Regions from separate parts of the Neogale vison genome. Here region 1 is linked to region 2. The links are chromatin contacts, called in public Hi-C maps. All regions are on one chromosome and are shown on one strand. Each heading gives the region's core, a stretch centred on a gene start, on an enhancer-like site or on the middle of the called end of the contact. The rest is flanking DNA. Distances are from core to core; before and after follow the strand shown.

Evidence for each region. A called contact is a pair of places that touch in the nucleus more often than the background predicts.
Region 1: a contact with region 2 is called in a Hi-C map of fibroblasts, with 8 times the contacts expected there. The contact joins the enhancer-like site here to the promoter of PDK2 in region 2. A contact is called at or near these places in 2 of 3 Hi-C or Micro-C datasets (fibroblasts and muscle).

What each region holds. Positions count from the first base shown.
Region 1 is chr5:45,759,737-45,764,803 of ASM_NN_V1, forward strand. No RefSeq gene overlaps it. Among named protein-coding and RNA genes, the nearest start is that of DLX3, 12 kb to the right of the region's middle. Within about 2 kb of position 1,330, the one cell type or tissue checked has open chromatin away from gene starts, as enhancers often do. A contact at or near this core is called in fibroblasts, where this site is marked.
Region 2 is chr5:45,702,861-45,708,023 of ASM_NN_V1, forward strand. PDK2 (pyruvate dehydrogenase kinase, isozyme 2) reads right to left here and starts at 3,513. Exons shown (of 11, transcript XM_044248727.1): 1 at 3,469-3,513; 2 at 471-612. The coding sequence starts at 538.

The sequences.
Region 1 (5,067 bases), core at 80-2,579, 55 kb after region 2:
ATAGACACAGAAACCAAGGGGCTGGGAGGCACCTGAGCCCTGGGTGGGGAGAGAAACTGGCGTACCCCAAGACGTGGGATATTGGAGTCAATCTTCCCAGCAGCATTCTCCTCTTCTGGCCACCCGTCCTCCCCCCAGCCCACGAGGAATGTTCAGAATGTGATGAGCTGATAAGATTGGGACTCCCACTCCACCTGGCACAGGATACGGCGGCGGGGGGAGTGTGCTCTGCCACCCCCCCTTATCAGAGGGGACTTTCTTCTTGGGGATGAGATGGTGAAGTTTTCAATGGACATAATCCTCATGGAGGCACTTGGTAGAAGGTCTGAGGAAGGGGCGTCTCTCAGGCAGGGCCAACGGGCTGGATGCCAGAGCCTTGGGCATGGCCAGATGCTTTTCAGCTGAGCTGCACAGTGAGTCAGAAGGCACGGGGACTGGGCTGAAGGAGGGGGTTCCCAGTTGCCAGGGAAGTTGGGGCAGGACAAGAGGGGAGAAGGAAATAAGGCACAACAGTGGCTGGCGCTCTTCCAGAGGACTGGGCTCCCTGGCTGATGGCCGAGGAAGCCATCTGGGGACCCTGTCCAAAAAGTGATCCTGGTAGGTGCTACCCCATCCCTGCTGGGTCTGGAGTCCCAGTGCATAAGGAGCAGCCTGGGGCTCCTGAGGTCCTCAAGGAAGCAGGTGCATGGGGGCCTCTGATTCAATTTAGGGCAGTTACTCTCAGGTGTGTTCTTAGCCTCCAAGCTCACCCTTGACCACCCCGGCTTTCTGTGGACTGTGGGGCCTCCCTCTGGCAGAAGGGGTACAGTGATCTCAAAACACCCAGGCCGTGGGCCTGCTCCAGTGCCCACTTCCTGCTCTCTGCATGGACACTTAGGAGAAAAGCTGCCAGAACGGAGCAAAGGGAAGGGAGGTACAGGGGAGGGGAGGAACTGGTGGTTTGAGGTTGGGCCTGGTTGGAAGAGGAACAGAGATGGAGAAAACCTCAGCCCCAGGGACCAGTGTGTGGCTGCACCTGAGACCCGTTGTGGGAGACCTGAGATCGGGGTGGGAGGCAATCCAAACCTCGCTCAGGGCCTGTTGCCCGTTGGCTCTTGCTGAATGAGAATGGAGGGCAACGGGCACGATTCCACGAGGCTTCAGTGGGAACAGACCCAGGCAGCAGGCCTGCCCCACAGACATCTAACCCCAGCTACGGACAAGTAGCTGGGCATTTGACCTGCCGCTGGATAGGGAGGCATTAGGCAGATGCCTTGAACACAATCTTAGTCTTGGCCACTTGCTTCCTCCCCACACTTAGCACAATGCCTTCTGGCACTTAGGAGGAGTCCAAAGTGCTTGGGGAATACAAATCATGAATGAATAAATGATGGATAAATAAATTTATCAACCAACTTGAGTTCCCAGCAGCCAGAGTCCTCAGCATTTAGAGATGGACAGGCCTGCCACCTGGTGGCGACTGTGCTAACTGCAGGCCGAGGTCAGGGCCCAGCGCCCCCGTTCAATGGCAGAAGCCTGGATTGTAACACTTTCCTTGCACTTCTCCAGGCCTCACCACCTTGGTTTTCAGCTATAATCGGGCAGTTTTCTCGTGTTTTTAAAACCTCCAGGCTGCCTGGGTGGCTCAGTCGGCTCAGGTCACGATCTTGGGGTCCTGGAATGGAACCCCACTCAGGCTCCCAGCTCAGCAAGGAGCTTACTTCTCCCTCTCCCTCTGCACCACGCCCCCCCACTCTCTCCCTCAAATAAATAAATAAAATCTTCCCAAAAAATAACTAAATAAATAAAGCTTCCAAGGAAAGAAATTCCTCCCTGACCTTTGTTCCTTAGAAAATTCTACTTATGGCTGACCTTCATGTTTTCCTCTTTTCCCTTTTGTCCTCAAGGCAGAGAAAGAATCAGAGGGCTTCCCCACCCCTCACCCAGACTGGAAGGCCAGCCTGAGGCAGGGTGGCCCATCTGATTTTGTAAATACAGTGTTATATTTGCGTATCCTCTTGTTTGTAATGGAGAACACACTGCCTACAGAAGCTGAAATACTTTCTACCTGGCCCTTTCCAAGTCTGCCAACCTCTGTGGGAGCCGCCCTGCTGATTCACTCATGGAGCAATTGCTAAGCACCTACTACGTGCCAGTCCCGGGATAAACTCTGGCTGGAGTCACCGAGATAAGGGACACGGCGGCTGCTCCCTGGACACTCACAGTCTACAAGGAGAAACCGGCCAGCAAAGAGACCACCTGCCTAAGCAGAGGCTTTACCACAGGCTGTCGAATGGCTGTCAAGTCCCACAGTGGCCACACAGTCAAATGCACCACTGAAAGGAGGACTGAATGAATAAGGGGGTGGAAAGCACGGAAGAGCAACGTACAGGGCTCTCGGCTGAGGGCTGAGGCCACATAGAGGGCTTCTCCTTGGACTGATCTCCCAGGACAAGAAGGAGTGAGCCACCTGGAGAAGTGAGCCACCTGGTGAAGGTGACAGGTGCTGAGCACCGAGGGACAGGCTGGGGGAGGTCTGGAGCAGAAGCCTTACTGTACCATCAGGGAGGCGTCCTGAGCTTGGGCAGTGGGATGAAGAGAGACAGGACATTGAGAGATATCTGGGAAGCAGGATCAAAAACATGTAAGGGAGGGAGTCCTGGGTGGCTCAGTCAGTTAAGCTGCCTTTGGCTCAGGTCACGATCCTGGGCTAATGGGATCGAGTCCCGTATCCGTCTCCTTGCTCAGCAGGGAGCCTGCTTCTCCCTCTGCCTGCTGCTTCCCCCGCTTGTGCTCTCTCTCTCTCTGACAAATAAACAAATAAAATCTTTAAACAAAAACAACAAACAGACACGTGGGGGTAGACTGATGGTGGCAGGTGAGAGCAGAGTAAATTGAGTGACCGACCGATGGTCCCCGAGAAAGGGAGCAGTGGAGGAGGAGAATGCTTAGTGTTTAGGGATAAAGATGGGAGGTTCCATTTCCAAAAGAGTTTGAGCTGTCTGTGAGATGTCCAACTCAGACCATCCGGAAAGCAGCAGGAGACCCAGCCCTGCACCCAGGGGGACCTGTGCTGGAACTGTCGTCGAAAGCCATAGGAGCGGAAGAGATCGTGCCAGGCACAAGTGAGCCGAGGGCTGAGAACCGAGCCAAGAACGGGATCCCGGGGCATCCGTGACGTGCCCGGCTGGGTGCAAGGTATAGGGGACAGAGCGGGATCAGGGGAGGCTCCTGTCCTTGAGAAACTCACTGTCCAAACAGTAAGAGAGACACAGTGACAGATCATCTCAATATAATATAGTAAGTGATAAAAAGGATGCATGTTTGTTTGGCTTCAGGGAGCTGGCCCAAAGCGATTTAGGAGAAAGCACTTTGGCTGGCCACCAACAGGGTAATGGATAGCTAAAGATGCTTTTGCCTGCACGGCATCTCTCCCCTCTTCTGGGAAGAGTCCCGGGTTTCCCTTTGCCACTTCTCTATCCCCTAGCTGTCTTTGAGGGAGCTGGCTTCCTACAGGCTCCCTCCCACTCTGGGAAGAGCTGATAACCCAGGCTCCTTTGGACACAGTAAGGGGGTCAGGGACAGGCGTGTGAACTCAGGGCACCCACTGAGACCCAATCCCAAGACTGTGTCTGGAGAAGCGCTTTCCTGGCTAGGATTTTTAGGTGAAGAAGCCTGGGCGGGGGGAACCCCATAGAAAGCAGATGGAGAGAGAGATGAGTAGACCTCATTTGAATTCTGTGAAGCTCCGGGCTTCCAGAAGGCAGTGAGGGCCCTCAACCACAGTGACTAGCTTTTTAGAGGGCCAATCTTTCTAGAAAAATGCAGCCATACCAGAAAAAAAAAGAAAACTTGATAATATTTTATCTAAGCATGTTTTATGTCTTTAACATAAAAGTATGGAGTTATTTGAAATTATGTTTTATTCTTATTATTTTCTTTCCTGGTCCACAGATGCTGTTATTTATTTATTTATTTATTTTAATTTATTTATTTGACACAGAGAGAGAGATCACAAGTAGGCAGAGAGGCAGGCAGAGAGAGAGAGAGGGAAGCAGGCTCCCCGCTGAGCAGAGAGCCCCATGCGGGCGGGTCTCTATCCCAGGACCCTGGGATCATGACCTGAGCCGAAGGCAGAGGCTTTAACCCACTGAGCCACCCAGGCACCCCAATGCTGCTATTTAAATGAAATAATACGACTAGTTAAAAGAGGCAATCAGCGCCAAATGATACTAGGACCAATTAAATAATATGTGTGAGAAAAATATAACAATATTTTTAGGACATCTCTTTTTATCTGATATAGGAAAATTTATTTGAACTCTTTAAGAACTCTTTGCTGGACATTTAAATTCTGTGAGCTATATGATTGTGTATTCTTTTTTAAAAAATTTAGGTTTATTCGTTTATTTAAGTAATCTCTATGCCAAATGTGGGGCTCGAACTTACAACCCTGAGATCAAGAGACTTTTAACTGAGCCAGCCAGGCATTCCTGGTGGCCTATTCTCAAGATTCAGAAGTTTAAGACTTTAAAAAGGAGAACATACATGTGATAGGACAAATGGAGCAGATACTGTTCATATTTGGTAATAATAATAAAACAATAATAATACAACAATGGCATGTTTCTGTCTGACCCAGGACATGGTAGGATAATGTGATTCTTGGTTTTCTATTCCAATAATACTTCTTTGAACTTCCTGCCCCCTTTTTCAGGACAGCCTCCTTTCCTTTTATATATAGTGCTGAAACTTCACAGAGTCAAATGTCAAAGTCACTTGGACCCACAGCTCTGTGCTTAACAAGCCCACAATATAGGATTCCTTGTGTCCCTCCAGCGTGATAACTTCCAACTAAATCTGTCCTCAACAAAAACATATGAGCATGGAACACTTAGGATTCTACTTACTCGCAACAGTGGGGTTTTAGACTTGTGGGAATATATTACGGCTCCTCAAAAATGCCCAGCTACTTTGCATCTACAATCCTGCATCTACAATCTTGTAGATCCGCTGTTTATCAACTGGTCCTTTGTGTCTATGAGTTAATCATATAGACTAGCCACGACTAAAATGTCCATCATTTTT
Region 2 (5,163 bases), core at 2,263-4,762:
TGCGTCTGAGTGTTTCTCAACATCCAAAACAGTCTGACTTGTAGCTTGGATTATATCATTTGAAAATTCGTTTCTTCCTGTTTCTGTTTCCCTATAATGTGGCCCGTCCCCAGGTAAATAGCACCTAATAGGTGCTGGGTGTTCAGAGCCAGAGCTGGTGGTAAACGCTGATACTGGCATGGTTTGGGTTTTGGCTGTGAAAACAATCCCCGGGTGGACCCTGGGTTTCTGGAGAAAGGAAGAGTGGTAAGCATAGGGCTGGTAAATACGGAGGCTAGGAGCTTTAGCTCACTCCCTGCTCTTGCCTAGTATTCCATTTGACCTTGGGGCAACTCTCCAGCCTCTTGGAGCCCCTGTGCTTCCCCTCTGTCCCCACCCCCCTCAAGGCTGCTGAGAGCACAGAGACTCTGGGAGCCCAGGGGCATCTGGCAGCAGAGTGGGAGGTACAGGGACCAGGCTGGGGGTCTCACCAGCTCTGGACGAGCTGCACCGAGGGTGTGCTCAGCACTCGGTCAGGAAGCAGGTTGATCTCTTTCATGATGTTGGCCAGGCGTACAGGCAGCTCCTGCCTGAGGAAGGTGAATGAGGTTTTCTCACAGGCATTGCTGGACCCTGAGGGAGAGAGAGAGAGAGGTGAGCCCACAGAGCTGCAAACCACGGGAGCCAGAGGTCATCTCAGGGGTCAGGTCGATTAAATCCTTCATTTCCTGAGGGTTCAGAGAAGTGACCAAGGGCACAGAGCAGAGCAGCTCTCTTGATCTCCTGCAGTGCGCCCACCACCACGCCACCCTGCCCAATCCTCTCCAAGCTTGTGTCCCCCCCCACCCCAAGCCTGCTTGCCTTCAACCACAGGGGACAGTGCCACTCCCAGGCCCATCTGGAGCCAGCTCTGGCCTCAGTTACCTCCCTTCTTCACTTTCTGCCTCTCCTAGCAGACACTCGCTTTGAGAGGTGGAAGGGGTAGAGAGGGGTGGATCCAGTGGGCAGAGGAGCTCGGGAAGACCATGCCTTCCCGGGTCTGGGCCTGGCTGAGGGCCACTGTGCCTGGTCCATGGCATCTGTGGGGCCCCAGCGTTCTTTTTGGCCCAGTCTGTCTTCACCCAGGCTGGTCTCGTTGACTATTGTAGAGCTGTCCCTGCATTAATGCCCACATGGGAGGCACACAGGGCCCAAGGATGGGAGCCCAAATGTCTTGGTCCTTGGTCTGGCTTCAAGATGAAGACGGGAGTGGTAGACCAAGGCCATGGCCTAGAGTCAGAAGAGCTAGATGCTAGTCTAAGTTCTGCTTCCAAGTCTGCCACCTAGGGCATGTGACTACCCTTCTCAAGATCTGTTTCCCCCACTGCACTACAAGTGGACCAAACTCTACTTTAAGCCCCACCCAGCCCATTTCTATAATTGGGGTCCAGTTTGGACTGGACAGCTACTGGTGGCTGACAACGGGCCCAGGGGGCTTTTCTACATAGGGGGAGCTCAAACAGGGCAGGGGGACAGGCAGACAAGTCCTGAAGAACAGGGGCCCTGTGTCCTGGTTGCCTCCTCCCCACCCTCTCCCCTCAGTGACGCAGCTGTAACTTGAGCCAGGCACTGTCTCTTCAACTCCGGAGAGACCTGGGCACCCCGTCCTAATCCCCAGCTGGCACCAGGGAAATGCCGCGTAGACAGACAGGGGACAGGGCCCACACAATGCCTGTTTCAGTGGCCACAATGGCACAGCCTTGCTTCTGCTCCAGAGGCAACCCCAGGGCATTGCTGGTGGGTGAGCTGGCCCAGGAACCTAGGGGCTGCCAAGGCTGCAAGCCTTCTGACTCCACTTCATGGTGCTCCAGGCCTCCACCGGGTTGGGGACAGGAAGCCAGGCCCAAACAGATTTGCTCTTCAAGTGTCCTTGCCTACTGGGCCAGCTGGGGTTTCTTCAGTGGGTCGGGGTGTGCTCATCAGCCACCTCCCTCCTGTTGACATTTTTCTTAAAGAGCTGGGTCCCCACCTGACCCCAGGATGCCCACCCCAGCCCAGGTCTCCTTCCAGCTGTCTGCACCTCCTAATCCCGCCTTGTTTGTTACTCCCACCAGCATCCCTGCCCCATTTCTTCTCCAACACTCTGAGTCACTAGGACAACCACCATTAACCCTTTCTGTCTGGATATACCCCACTCCCTTCCTGCCCTAACATCACCTCCTTGCTGCGCCTTACTGGGCAAGACCTTTCACAAAGCCCAGGGACATACTTAGACCCCTCCTTCTCAGTGCCCCCACTTCCCACTGACAGCCCAGTACAGAGCTTTTCCCCAGGATACCTTAACCCTTTCAGGGACAGTCCTTGCCCCTCCTCCCCCCACTGCCTTAACTCTTCCCTGCCTGTACCCCAGCAACCTTTCCCTGTCACGCAGGGCCTCTCTTCTCCGCGTTAATTTTCAAGGCCAGGGCCCCCTCCCTCACCGCCCCCCGAGCTCCGCGAGCCCCCACGGCCAGCCGCCCCCACCCCACCCACTCCGTACCAAAGTCCAGAAACTGCTTTATGGACAGCGGGGACGGGGAGAACTTGCTGAAGTGTTCGATGTACTTGGGCGCCCCTGCCAGCGACGCATTCTTCAGCAGAGCGCGGACCCAGCGCATGGTGGCGGCGGCGGCGGCAGCGGCGGCCGCAGCTTGGGCTCGGCTTCGGGTCCTACAGCGGGCAGCGCCAGCGCTCAGCTCGGCCCAGCTCGGCCCAGCCCGGCCCAGCCCGGCCCAGCGACTGGGACCTGCAGCCTCCTCCCCGCCCCCGGGCGGGCAGTCCTCCAAGCCCCGGCCAATCGGCTCGTCGAGGCGCTCCGACGTCGCCAATGGCCGCTCACAAACAACGCCGGCAGAGCCAATCGCCTCTCGCTTCGGCACGTGGCTTCCCCCTGGACCCGCCCCCTTAACCCCGTCCTTGCCCTGGGCGGCCTGTTGTTTTCGCGAGGCCGCGGCGAGAGCCCGCCTCCCGAGCATTGGCTCCGCCCTTTCCTCCTACGGGCCCAGTCCGGCTTAACCCCTGCCTCCCCAGAGTTTCGTCATTCCTCCTCCCTTTTACTTCTTTCTCTCCCGCGCCCTACCAGATCTCCTTCACTCGCCTTCCCTGAAATTGTCCCGATAGCTTCCCTCTCAAAGGGACCTGTTTCACTTGTCCTGACACCCACTTGCGCTCCTTGAGGGGGGCGATCTGGTGGGTTCCCAGTCCGGATGACAGTGACTCGGACTGGGAAAGTTTGCAAACTTCGGGATCAGGATGCAAGACCATGCTAATCCCTCATACAGACGTGCCCCCCCTCCCCCGCCACCTTCCACAAAGATCCGAGCGGCTCGGGAAAGGACGGCCGGAGTCAAAACCCTAAGGACTGACGGTGATAGAGGCAGGCCTTAACATCGGCGCTGTCAGTGCAGTTTTCAAAACACTTCGATTATTCGCTGCTCATTTGACCTGAGAAAGCGACAATCTTCGCATTACCTTAGAGAAAGGTCCTGGCAGGTGATCTGGGCGCCAGGATGCCCGCCCTTCCCCAGCAGCCCTGAACTCTCGGCGGAACAGAGCGCGCGCTCTTGTGGTGAAACGCGGTACGCCCTGACCCCCCTTCGAAACCCCTTCCGCCCCCCTCCCGTCTTGTCCCTTTGAAGTTTTCTCTCTTTCACTGTTCAGTCCCTGGGCACCACTGACCGAGTGCTCAATATGTGCTGGGCGTTGTCTTGGGGACAGGAAACACAGAAAGGATAAGGAGGTAGTCTTCTCCCCGGATCATTTCATTTCTTAGTTTGGGAGGTAACTGCATAAGTAAATAAGTAGTTACTGTGTAACAGAATGTGATTACAGTCAACACGGAGCAATGCGAGAGGCTTCCCAACGGAAGGGACTCTTAGCTGAATGAATAATAACCTATGTGCCAGGTACTGTCTGCATCATTATCTCCTTTAATTCTTCAGACGGCTCTCAGGTGCTATTATTATCCCCATCATATAGATGAGGAAACAGGCTCGGGGATCATTCTCAAAAGCAAATCTGAACTTGTTACTTCTCTTGCTCACAGACTTTCAGTGGCTCTCTGCTTCTTACTGGTGCCTTTCCAGCTCTTGCACGATCTGCTTTGGCTTAACTCTCCAGCCTCCTCCCCTCCACATTCCCCTGCTCAACTCCCAGTCATAGTTGTCTACTGCCTTGAACCCGCCTCCAGTCTCCAAGCCCTTGCAAATACTGTCTCTTCTATTGGGATCATTTGTTCTTCTTGCCACCTATCCATTCTACAAGTCTCCAGCCCTACGAGGCTGGGTTCTGGGCTACCTCTAAGGGCTCTTTAGACCTGCCCAACCTTAGCACCATTTGGCTCCTATCAGACTGAGTGGAAATCGTCTGCTGACTCATCTGTTTTCTCCACTAGACTTTTGAGTTCCAGGAGGGCAGGGCTGTGTCTGTATAATTAACTGCTCTATTTCCAGCACCTGGCATAGCACAAGGCACATTTAAAAAAGGAAAAAAAGAGTGAGGACCACCAGGCAGACATGCCACAGAGTCATCAGGGAGGACCACCAAACATCCTTCCAGCTAGCAATTAAATCACTCATGATGTTGGAGGGTGCCGTGTTCAGGTTGCAAATAGGTACTTTGATTAAAACAACAACAACAACAACCCGACCCTGTGCCTCGCCTATAAACGTAATAAATAATTAATCATTAACAGCTATTACTATTGTCAAAATTTAAGTAAGGAGGAGCGCCTGGGTAGCTCAGTCAGTTGAGTATCAGACTCTTGGTTTTGGGCTCAGGTCATGATCTCAAGATTATGAGACTGAACCCCGAGATAAACGTAATAAATAATTAATCATTAACAGCTATTACTATTGTCAAAATTTAAGTAAGGAGGAGCGCCTGGGTGGCTCAGTCAGTTGAGTATCAGACTCTTGGTTTTGGGCTCAGGTCATGATCTCAAGATCGTGAGACTGAACCCCGTGCCGGGCTTAGTAGGAAATCTGCTTGAGGAGTCTCTCCTTATCCCTCTGCCCCTCTCCCTGCTCTCTCTCAAATAAGTAAATAAATAAATAAAATTTACATTTTAAAATACATTTTTAAAAATGTAAGTAATGAGGAAAAGGCTGTGAACTCTGACACTAGGTATAGGAGAGGATATTGCCCACGATCCTCTTCTTAGTGCTG